Regions from separate parts of the Mus musculus genome. Here all the other regions are linked to region 1. Evidence: chromatin contacts called from public HiChIP or PLAC-seq data. All regions are on one chromosome and are shown on one strand. The core of a region is the stretch at or near the end of the contact, and the rest is flanking DNA. Distances in the headings are between cores, read along the strand shown.

Region 1 (3,679 bases), core at 1,075-3,574:
TCGCCACTGCCAACGCTCCCGTTCTCTGGAGGCTTCCAAGGGTCAGAGGCAGGAACTTGTCACTGCTGTTCCCTCTGTAGATGGGGATAGGAGACAGGGAAGAGGAAAATGGTGGTTCTGGGTGGTGCTTGATGGCTACTGTACTACTGTGGCAGCTGTGGTTTATTTAGAATGGTCCAACAGTGGAAGTTTACGAGCATAAGGAGAATAAAGATAAAAACTGGCCTCTCTGAGATCCACATCAGCTTCAAAGCCTGAGGTTCAGGCAACTCGGAAGAGGGTAAGACAGGGAGGAGTAGGGGGAGGGAAAAAGAGGGAAAGGAGGGGAGAAGAAGGAGAAGCCTTCACCTACTCTCAGGTCCAATCTTCGAATCCCATCTAATATTGCTACCATTTACAGAAAGATGATTGCCTCTCAGGCCTCCTTAAACAGTATTGTTGGAGGATATTTATTTAACCTGTATATGAGTGCTGTGCCTACATGTTTAAATGTGCATTGGAAAGTGAGTCACCATGTGGGTGCTGAGAACCAAACCCAGGTCCCCTGGAAGAGCAGCAAGCACTCTTAACTAATGAGCCATTTCTCCAGCCCCTAGATCTCAGACGTCTTAAGAATAGACAACTTGTTATACCTTGTTTTACAAGCCTAACCCAGGTCTCAACTCCTCCAACTACAGCGCATTCTTCCTACTTTTCCGATATGCAAATTACCTAGGTGTAGAGAGGCGACATGCAGTAGGAACTCATTCCCACACTCAGGGCTCAGTGACCCTCTTATGCCCACTGACTTTGAATCAGGTTCTAAGTAGAAGCAGAGGATTCCATGATGCTCTGAAGGAGGTCCTAGCCTGGCAGGAGAACAGGCAAGTGCACAAGTGTGGAGACCTCCTCCAGAGGTAAGTGGCAGCATGCTGGAGGAAGCCCTGCCTGGGTGGAAGCAAAGGTTCCTTGGTAGACTACGGGCTGTGTCATATAGAATGTGAGACAACCTATCAGGAAGACAGGGGATGGAGGAGACATTATAGATTGAGGAATCTCATAGCCTACCAAGTGAATGTCCAAACTAAGGGGTTCCTGAAATTGTTTTGACCTGTTTTCTTATTGACACCCACATCCACTAGCCCAGTACTCCAACGTGAACTTCTCTTGTAAATCATGATCTAACACAGTGAAATGTGTTCTCACAGCTGTGGGATCCTCGGGTCAAGGTAACGGGTCACTAGCCAGCCAGTGCCTTGGTGGATTGAAGGAAAGAGCTGAGAATCAAATCCAGGGGCCCCACATCTCAAATGAGCAGAGAGGCAGGCATGGGGTAAGGCGCATGATGTTTACCCTCAGAAACTGCAAAGCCACTCGTTTGCAAAGTGTCATTACGTGTGCAGGTGGAGAGGTAATTTTCCTGCTACTCAAGGACTCTCGATCAGGCTCTGATTGGTTTGAGGGGAATTGTTTTATGACCCTGAGCCAGGCAGTGATAGATAGGAGATGTGGTTTGGTGGGCAGAAGTTTACAAGGCAGGAAATTGCTTCACTGGGCACAGCCATTCATAAGAAACACCTCTGGGAAAAGTAGCGGCCAGCCCTGGGTGAGTCTGCCCTGGCCACTTGTTTACATCAGCAACAGCCGGTGTTCCTGATTGCACAACGTGGCAACATCATTTTGAGTGGGGGAATCTTTGCCCCTTAGAAGAATAAACACATTCCTTGCTTGCAGTAGAATTAGCAGACCGCACAGGCTGCGGTGGCCTTCCTGGAGGCCTTAATGTCATAGGAAGGTGACTTTCCACATAAGTAGCCAGACAACCAAACTCAGTTCAAATTCTATTGAATTTTCCTTGAGTGCATCAAGGGCTCAGATGAAAGTAAAGGGTGCCAGAGTCGGCAATTCTTTGTCAGGCAGATACAAGAGCCACGCTAGCCCCTGGTTTGGAGGTCATTGGTCAGCTTGATAGCTCCTGGGGCATCAGGGGTGTGTGTGTGTGTGTGTGTGTGTGTGTGTGTGTGTGTGTGTGTGTGTGTGTGAATTATTTGGAAATGTTCCAAATCCCCTGTTTCCATTGTCTCACCAGCCTTGTCCATAGCTGAGTTCCAGAGTCCAGAGGTTTCAGCACCTAAAGTTGTCTAATCTGCATCGCTACAGGGAGGAGAGATAAGAGGTCATGGCTGGAGTCTCCTGGACCACAGGGGTCTGTCTGGCAGGTCCTTGGCAGCTGGCAGCCCAGCATCCTTCTGTGGGATCGAGGATCACGCCCTCAACCTTTCCTCCTTGCCTTGTTGGCAGACCTCATCTCAGTTCTACCCGGGCTCTGAGCTACAGCAATATGCCTCTGCTCTCTTGGGCCTTGTGGTCTGTGTATACACTGTGGATGGCACTGTGCTGATTTCCATCTCTGACACGAGAAAGAAGTGCAAAGACAAATCTCATCTGTAAGGACGTAGGCACACTGAGGGTCTCTGGGGCAGCTGAGGCAGCAGGGGAACGTGGAGGAGAATTCTGCTTTAAGGTTTTTATCTTTGTATGGTTAATCATGGACAACTTATCACTATCCTTGACGTAGTCTGGGCCCTACTATCTGTACATCCAAGCTATTGAGAAGAATACCCGGAAGCAGGAAGAGCTGCCTGGAGAAGAACTGGAGAAGGTTCTCAACTGAAATTTTGTCCATTTCCTTGGAGAGCACCCATCTCATTCCGTCTCTCCCTTGCAAGTTATAAGGAAACACAGGCCATACGGGTTGGGTCCTTGTTTGTTTGTTTGTTTGTTTGTTTTGTTGTTCTTGTTTAGATTATTTTTATCTTATATGTGTGAGTGTTTTGCCTGCAGATATGTGTGTGCAGCACGTGTGCTCCTGGCATCTAGAGAAGTCAGAAGAGGGTATTTGATCCCCTGGAACTGGAATTAGGGAGAGTTGTGAGCCGCCATGTGGGTGCTGGGAATTCAACCCGACTTCTCTAGAAGAAGAGAAAGTGTTCTTAATGGCTGGGCTCTCAGCCCAGGAACGTGCTCTATTGTCTCTACAACTCCATGGCGCCTGTTGCAAGGAGGTTCTCTGTGAAGACTTGTATGCATTAATGCATGAATGAATAAACAAATGGGTTTTATACATACATGCATAAGTTAATATTTAAAATCGCTGATCTATTCAATTCATAGCCAACTTCTACAGAGTCAAACAAGTGGGTTGTTTGGATTCCTAGTTTCCTTCTGTATCTAAAGCTGTCATGTCAGGCAAAACAAAGCATGAAGAAGGCCACCAAGGAGCCAGGCTTGGTGGCAACACACCATTTATCCCAGCGTTCAGGAGGCAGAGGCTACACAGAGAAACCCTGTCTCAAAAATCAAAACAAAACAAAACAAAACAAACACCAGGAAAAAAGAAAGCCCACCAAAAGTAGCTCTAAAGCAATCCGCAGCCCAGGAACCTTTGATAAGTAGCCATTTAGAATCCACATCAGCTGCTTCCACTCTCCAGATCCCAGATTTGCTGTTGACCTGCCCCGCTCGTTCCCTGTGACGGACCCCACAAAAAGATTCATTCACTGTGTATTGAGGAGGGTCTTGTGATGTTGCCTAAGCTGGTGTTTAACTCTTGAACTCAAGGAATCCTCCTGTCTCTGCTTCCTGCATAAATGGCAATATGATAGATCATATACCACCAAACCCAGCCAGCCAAAAGAAT
Region 2 (3,976 bases), core at 88-2,587, 64 kb before region 1:
GTGTGCGTGTGCGTGTGCGTGTGCGTGTGCGTGTGCGTGTGTGTGTGTGTGTGTGTGTGTGTGTGTGTGTATGTGTGTGTGTGTAAGCAGTTTCCTTCCCTGCAGCTCAGGTCCCTGCCTGGAGGTCTGGGTGCGGCTTGTGCCTCCTTGCTTCCTCTCCGGGTCCCAGGGGAGATGTGGCAGAAACTCCTGCCGTGCTGTGCCGAAAGGCTCAGAGCTTCCTTCCGGACCAGACCTGGGTGGGGGAAAAAACATTTTTTTTTCTTCAGTGGCTTTAGGGGTGCCTGCTCTAGGTGGCATACAAGACTCCTGCCACCACCACAGTGAACTTGTGTTTATAGAGCGCGATTCTTAACTCCCGGTACAACGGACTTCCTAGAATTAAGAACCAAAACAGTGGTCCTGGGTAATCCAGAGCTGCAACAGTCGGTCCAGCCACAGGTCAATCTACACATTCACTACTAGAAAGGAGACTCCGTAGCCCTAGTTTTGGGTGCAGAGCTCAGGCGCTGTTGGGTTCCGGGTTTAGGCAGAAGGCGAGCTCCAGGTGTCCTGCTCCCCCTTGGCTTGGCGGGGCAGGTAGCTGGTGAGCCCTGCAGCGGCAGAGCTCCACTTTCGCTACTCCCTCTGGCCATAAACGAATCGGCGTCTCCTTTCAAGGGTCCCGCAGGCCTCTAGCACGTTAACAACGCGCGGTCCTGGTCAGGAATCCGGCAAATCCAAACTACCAGGCGGAGCTGAGGAGGACCTGGAGAGCAGTAACCGAGGTAAAAAGAAATGGGGTCCCTCCAATTCGTTGTAACCGCGCCTAAAGCCACTCTTATTCCTGGCGCCCATTCCCAAAGAATCTGATTCGCCACCATCTGACTACATCTCCAGGCTTGCTACCTGCAGACAACCTGGAGGCTTTCTGCTCTCCTCACCCTCCCCCCCTCCCCCTTGCCAAGGCACCCCAACTTTGTCCAGCTCTCTCACCTGAACCCCCGAAGCGCAGTTTCTTCTTTCTGGACTAAAGCCGAACCTGTCGCTAGTGGAAAGGTCCCCCACCCCCACCCAGCCCAGGCTGCAAGCCGCTTGCTTTACCAGTCCAAAGGTCACCTAAAGTTTGGCTGATAAACAGAATCGGTAGAGAAGATTTGGAGCCCCCCAGCGTGAGTAGAATGGGCTCTGGCAAGTCCCAATCCCGGCCCAAGTCTCTCGCTCCGTTGGACTGTCCCTTAGGTTCTCCCACTTTCTCGGTTTTTCCCCCCTCCCCACCACCATTTGCATCTTGCCGAAAGCTGAGCCCTTCCCACTCATTTGCATATCTTATATGGCCTAATGGTGGAGATCATGGCAAGTTAGAAGTTTTCTGACTCCTCTCGGAGGAGTCTCCGGGACCCCAGAGAGTAACAGGTGTCTGAAAGCTAAAGGGTGGAGGGGTTCCAGGACTTGGAGTTCTCTTGTAAAACTCCCCTCCACCCTCCTCTCTCACACCCACCCATCCCCTCAACCCCTTCTTTTTCCGTCCTTGGAAAATGGTGTCCAAGCTCACGTCGCTCCAGCAAGAACTCCTGAGTGCCCTGCTGAGCTCCGGAGTCACCAAGGAAGTGCTGATCCAGGCCTTGGAGGAGTTACTGCCGTCCCCGAATTTCGGGGTGAAGCTGGAGACACTGCCCCTGTCCCCCGGGAGCGGGGCGGATCTCGACACCAAGCCGGTTTTCCATACTCTCACCAATGGCCACGCCAAGGGCCGCTTGTCTGGGGACGAGGGCTCAGAGGACGGCGACGACTATGACACTCCTCCCATCCTCAAAGAGCTCCAGGCGCTCAACACCGAGGAGGCCGCGGAGCAGCGGGCCGAGGTGGACCGGATGCTCAGGTAGGCAAGCGAGCGAGGTACGCCCTGGAGCCCGAGCAGTCTCTGGAGTCCCCGGCCCCTCACCGGAGGCATGAGGTGTACACTGCTCTCCCCAAGCCCCTTCCCCACGGGAAAAATAGCCCGGGGGCACTCCGCTTCTCTGCTAACTATTGAACCTGGCCCTCCACCGGGCGACCTGGAACCCCCAGGCTTCGTCTGCCTCCACCTATGCGGGCAGCCTGGACCCAGGCACTTTGTTGGTGGTACCCAGTCACGAGAACCGAAGGTGCGGAGCCTTAGGTCACATGACCAGAGGGGCTGGTGGGTGCAGCGAAAAGGCTGCAATTGCCCCCGGACCCACCAAACTTCCCAAACCCCAAGCCACGTATTAATCCCTGCGATCTGCAGTTCTCTGCAAAAGACCTGGCAGCATCAGTGGCCGAGGCCTGGGAAGCAAGTTCTCTGATTGTGTCCTTACAGAGCCAAGTTTAGAATTATAAAGTGGAAAGTTTGTTGTAGGGTCACCAGTGCCGGGCAAAAGAAACCATGAACAAAGGGAGAGAGAATAGGTGCTCCTAAGACCACCATGCCCTTTTGCAGAGGTGGGCGTGTACGCATCTCACTAACGACACCCCAGCAGGCTTAGGGGAGCCCAGGCTGGCTGGCGGTCCCTCCGGTGGCTGGGATCACTTGCCGGTCCTCTCGCCCGGGCCTACGCTTTGACAGCTAGTTACTAATTATCCAAGGAGCCAAGCGGCTCCCTTAGACTGCGCGTCGCTCCGGGGCCACTTGGCTTCAGAAAGGAGCCCCTCGCGTGGCCTCTGACTCTTAAGCCCTGCGGCTTCAAAGTTTCAGAGTTCCGGAGTGACTGTGGCGGCCTCCCTGGCTCGGCTTCCTCTCCTGCAGCGCGCGCTTGGGGTGGGATATGACCTTGCATTTGAATTTGCGCTTTGGGGACCCGGCCGCTCGCCCTCTAGCCAAGGCAATCTGGAGGACTTCTAAAAGTTTTTTGTTTTTTTTGTTTTTTTAACCCCTAAAATGATTTTGCTCTAATTTAAAAGCTTGGGTTTCTTTCGTTGCTGTTTCTCCACGTAGCAATGATTTTTTTTTTCCCCCTCTGGCTGAGTTTAGCGGCCTGGATGGTGTCAGGGGTAGAGGGTACAGACTGAGGTACCGAGCCCCTCGGAAGGTTTGGGACGGCAGGCTGGCAGAAAATTTATCCTGGGGCCTGGCTCAGGGACCCGGCATCCCGTCGCCAGCCCCCTGGGGCCTAGGTCCTTCCTCCTGAGAGCCACTGTCTAGTTCGCCTCGGAGCCGACTTAGGGAAGCCCGGGAGGCCGAGGGCGCCTCTCCACCGTGGTCCCCACCCCGGGCTGGACAGAGCGGAGATGTAACATAAACTGCAGCACGTGGAGTTGGGGTGTTATTAATTTATTCCTATAAATCATCAACAGAAAGTACACAAAACGTGATTAGGTTGAAAAGAGAGGCGGGTTATTCATTGGTGAAGTTGTAAACTCGGCTTAGAAAGGGAAGGAAATCAAAACGCAGGAGGGGGTGCTCGCCGGACACACGCGCGGAGGTACGGGACGCACCCCCAGGTCCCCGCGCTGCTCTGGGAAGCCGACACCCGCAGAGCTCTGCGGGCGCAGAGTCTCTGAGTCGGGGGTCTTAGGACCTGGGCCTTCTTCCCACCCCCAAGCCATGGGGAGCAGAAGGAGAGGAGCCCAGACTCTAGCTGGGGTGAGGACCCAGGGCACACCCTGAAGCTCTGTCCCATTCGCAAGCTGGTGCCGCCTTCCCTCCCCTGGGCCTGGAGCGTCTGACTTTATTAAAGTAATTTTTCAAGAAATTGCTAGCGGCTCGCAGGTCACCGCGCAGCCGACTGCAGGGTACCGGGCACTCTCTTTTGTTTTTCTCTTCCCGCTCCACCCCCTTGTTCCCCTGTAAGTCAGAAAGAAAAGAAAGGTGTGCGGGGGAGGAGGGTCACTCGGTGGCGCGCCTGGTCGCCTTTACCCTGGCTGGAAGAACCTGGCCAGAGTGGAGGGTTGCAAACGGCGGTGTCGCGCGCTCCCCGGCTGCGGGTCGGAGGCTGGTGTGCCCCAGGGGCTTAGGAGACCTGGTGGGCCACCTAGG
Region 3 (3,561 bases), core at 920-3,419, 110 kb before region 1:
AAAGCCTTAACACACCCTAACCCTCTACTCCCGCCTCATCTCCTGTCGCTGTGCTCCCGCCCTGACTACATCTCTTGTATAATCAAGGCAAAGGTCTGGGATGCTCCACTGACCTCCTTTGCTTTCTTTGGCAACATCTTGGTGTAGTTTACCTCACACCTCTTGCACTAGTGTGAGGCCCACAACCTTGCAGTTCAGTCTGACAGAGAGCAGCATAGATAGGTCTTGTGTAAGAAAGAGTCTATGTTGATCAAAATGGAAATGGCACCCGAAGTAAATCCTTGTAGCCCATACCTGCCCTTAGCCAGCCTCTTGACCAGCCTCACGTTTAACACTTCATGGGGGGAGGGGGGGAGTAGATAAAGCAAGAAATTGACCTGAAGCCTGGGTTCTTTCTCCACATGCATCGGCTACTCTCCCTCCTTGACCACAGGATCTCTGCAGCGTCATTAGAAAAGACCAACGCTACAACACAGCCTCAGATGCACAGCATCCCACCCCAACCCAGGGTCACTCACACTATACTGCCCACACAACCATGTGTCACAGGTGCGACTCTAGCAGGCTCTACCTGTGTGAACACTGTGTGGCAGGAGAGAGGAGAAGACAGAAGAAGCAAGCTGAGAAAATTCACCAGGAAGGGGCCCATGGGAAGTCACCTAGTCACGCCAGCTCTGCTACAGGACTACTCTCCTTTAAAGAGGAGGAAAGCTGGAGGGTCAGAAGCCTCAGTCTTAAGCTTCTATGTCTGCCTTCTTACAGGATGCGTGGCAGAACACCCATCCCTTACCGCATACATCTGCTGACACATTGAGAGGAATCCACTTGCTTGTGTCCCGAAACCCATTCAAAGTAGAACAGCCCTGTAGGACTCTGCTTTCAATATTGGGACAAAAAGAAAGATAAGCTTCATTTGACAAGGGAGTGGGGCTCTGGTGGCGCAGGGGCCTCTTGGTCGAGTGATGACAAGCTGTTTAAGGTTTCGGGCTCTCAGGATTTTAGAGAAGATCACGAGGTTGCCGTCTGTGGAACAGGCACACATTCCTGTGCCTCCCCTGGTCCTTCTTTCCCTTTCCTTATAGAGCTGGGAACCAAACCCAGGGCCTTTCACATGCCGGACAAATGCTCTCCCATTGAGCTACATACTCATCTCCTCTCAGGGGCTGATAATTAATTAGACTCACACTTAGAAAACTTTGGGACTTAAAGGAATATGTTGCTTACCAGCCTTATAAGAAGGGTCTCTGAGGGAGCCAGCAGGATGTCTTTGCTGCCAAGCCTGAGGACCCGAGGTCAATCCCTAGGACCTATCTGGTGGAAGGCAAGAACAAGTTGTCCTCTGACCTTAACACACACTCTGTGGCAGGCCCCCTCCATACACAAAGGCAAATAAACAAATGTAATTTTAAAAAAATAATAAAATAAAAATCAAAGAATGATCAGTGAGTGTCTGAAGGCCTTAGGTCAGTGGTTCTCAACCTGTGGGCCGCAACCCCTTCACAGAGGTGTCACCTGAGACAGTCAGAAAACAGGTATTTGCATTTCAATTCATAACAATAGCGAAATTAAAATGAAGTAACAAAAAAACGTATGGTTGAGGGGATTACCACAACGTGAGGAATTAGAGGGTCGCAGCATTTGAACCACTGCCTTAGATGAACACGTGGATCATGAGAGGGAAAACAGCGAGACATTTTCGGACCATCCTCACAACACTCAAGGCACACAGACCGAGCAGAAGGACCGGACCCCTGCTCCGGAAGTGAATTGAACATCCTGACAGACTGAAGCAGGCTATCCTTACTCCCCCCAGGAAGTTCCTTCCCTGATCTGCATGGAATCACTCTGCACACATTGTTTGAGGACCTTTTCTATGCCATGAGCCGCAGATAAAAATACCAGACGGCAAGTGGGAAAACAGACTGGGGTTCGGAGATAGCGTAGCACGAGAGGCAGCGGAGCCTGGAGCCTGGGCGGTCCGACTGCCACAGCAATTCGAATTCAGATCCTCTTTTCAAGGAGATGAGAATCTAGGGAGAACAGATAAACGAGTCAATAATTGAGTGAAGCTGTATCAGCGCTAGAGATGAGGAATACAGACAGGCTGGGGAGGCTCAACCAGCCGGAGATGAAGAGGCAAGCCACGGAGGCAGTAACAAAGGGCCTTTTATACACACGGAAGATTAGATTTGATTTTGAAAGCCACAAGGAGCCACTTCAGGATGCTAAACGGAGAGAGCAAGGAAGGTCTTGGAAAACGTGACTGAGCTCATTGGAGCCGCATTGTGGGAAACGGATTGGAGGCTACCGAAGTAGAAACTAGTGATAGTATTCAAAAAGGTCTCCCATGCCTGCTCCAGCTGTGTCCCCAACCCCCTCCAGCTGTTCTCCGGGGACATGAGCTGTTGTATGGTGGCATTTGGCTTCACTAGCTTGGCTCCCTGTTCTGCACCTCTCTTCTACTTTATAGGTAAATTTTCTAAATTCTTGAGCTGTCTTTAGCTTGTCCTTTTGCCCTCTCTAAGGCCCGGCCTTCCCTGTGTAGCCTAGGCTCACACTTCTGCCTCCACAACCTGAATACTGGGGTTTCCAGATACGCACTAGCAAGGGACAACCAGGCCTTGTCCTTAGGTGATGAACACAGTCAGGCTTCCTGTAGGGGCAGGGAGATCCAGAGGACTCAGTGTACAAAGCCTCAAAAGTCAACCCAAGTTGTAGAGGACCCCTGGAAATTCTGGGACCAGGGAAAGTAGCAGGCTCTAAGTGGAACTGGCCTGAGAGGGAGGCCAGGCATGGCTGCAGGTGGCAGAGCCACAGGGGTGAGGCTCCCCAAGCCTGATGGATGTCTCATCCTGCCATCGTGTGCCCCAGAGGGCAGACATGGGACTACAGTATGTGTACCCTGCTGGGTTTCTTTCGGTCTTGCTTTAATCAGGTCTTTCCTTGATATGCCCCCAATCTCCATATTTGGGTGCAAAGTGCTCGCTCTGTGCCATTGAATATTAGAATAAGTACCTTGGATTGAGGTGGACTTTTTTTCCCCCCAATTTTAGAGCGACTCACGGCTAAGGTCTTTTAGAAGAGCTTTGAGCGTTGGACTTTTGAACAGTGCATTTGTGGAGACTCTTTAAGTAGGACTGAATGTATCTTGTGTTAGGAGATGACCGTGGGCCTACAGGTGCTACAGGCAGAGTGTTCTGGTTTTGAATCTGAAAAAAATTCCCATGGGCTCATGTGCCAAACCCTTGATCCCAGCTGGCGGCACCGTGCGCGGAGGGAGGCTGTGAAACCTTTGGTGGCCAAAGGTGATTGGAGGTGATTTGCTGGTGATAGCCCAGCTCTGAATCCCAGGCAGCCAGGAAACAAGCAGCTGCTCTAGGTCTCCAACCAGCACAGACTGAGGGTTCCTACTGCGGCCCCTTCTTTATGCCCTTCATGTCAGTGACTATGTCCCTTCAAACTGTGAGCTAAAATAAGTCCTTATTCCCCGAGGTTGCCTCTGTCAGAAATTTTGGCCACAACAACCTCCCTTGCCAATTGAATGTTATTAATATACCAACT

The links. HiChIP or PLAC-seq counts read pairs in DNA pulled down with a chosen protein or histone mark.
Region 2: a contact with region 1 is called in an H3K27ac HiChIP or PLAC-seq map of extraembryonic endoderm stem cells. The contact joins the promoter of Hnf1b here to the enhancer-like site in region 1. A contact is called at or near these places in 14 of 39 promoter capture datasets (the C10 cell line, HPC-7-derived erythroid cells, cranial neural crest and 9 more), 2 of 15 datasets of contacts at CTCF or cohesin (the NIH/3T3 cell line and pro-B cells), 18 of 484 Hi-C or Micro-C datasets (3T3-L1-derived adipocytes, the G1E-ER4 cell line, bone marrow-derived dendritic cells and 9 more), 14 of 115 datasets of contacts at active chromatin or transcription factors (the 230-238 cell line, differentiating embryonic stem cells, embryonic stem cells and 4 more) and 5 of 9 other capture datasets (adipose tissue, embryonic stem cells, liver and 2 more).
Region 3: a contact with region 1 is called in an H3K27ac HiChIP or PLAC-seq map of extraembryonic endoderm stem cells. The contact joins two enhancer-like sites. A contact is called at or near these places in 1 of 39 promoter capture datasets (embryonic stem cells), 4 of 15 datasets of contacts at CTCF or cohesin (the NIH/3T3 cell line, embryonic stem cells and large pre-B cells), 96 of 484 Hi-C or Micro-C datasets (B cells, the BV-2 cell line, the C2C12 cell line and 38 more), 17 of 115 datasets of contacts at active chromatin or transcription factors (the 230-238 cell line, CD8 T cells, acute myeloid leukemia and 12 more) and 1 of 9 other capture datasets (embryonic stem cells).

What each region holds. Positions count from the first base shown.
Region 1 is chr11:83,912,612-83,916,290 of GRCm38.p6, forward strand. No RefSeq gene overlaps it. Among named protein-coding and RNA genes, the nearest start is that of Gm51869, 22 kb to the left of the region's middle. Within about 2 kb of position 2,325, at least 22 of the 459 cell types and tissues checked have an H3K27ac peak or open chromatin away from gene starts, as enhancers often do. A contact at or near this core is called in extraembryonic endoderm stem cells and intestinal crypt epithelium, where this site is marked.
Region 2 is chr11:83,849,532-83,853,507 of GRCm38.p6, forward strand. Hnf1b (HNF1 homeobox B) reads left to right here and starts at 1,338. Exons shown (of 9, transcript NM_009330.3): 1 at 1,338-1,861. The coding sequence starts at 1,518. It overlaps Gm12576 (a long non-coding RNA gene), which reads right to left and starts at 1,100. Exons shown (of 4, transcript XR_388929.3): 1 at 976-1,100; 2 at 1-748.
Region 3 is chr11:83,802,667-83,806,227 of GRCm38.p6, forward strand. Gm38934 (a long non-coding RNA gene) reads right to left here. Exons shown (of 3, transcript XR_880088.2): 3 at 1,707-2,030. Among named protein-coding and RNA genes, the nearest start is that of Gm38934, 6.6 kb to the right of the region's middle. Within about 2 kb of position 2,170, at least 4 of the 459 cell types and tissues checked have an H3K27ac peak or open chromatin away from gene starts, as enhancers often do. A contact at or near this core is called in extraembryonic endoderm stem cells, where this site is marked.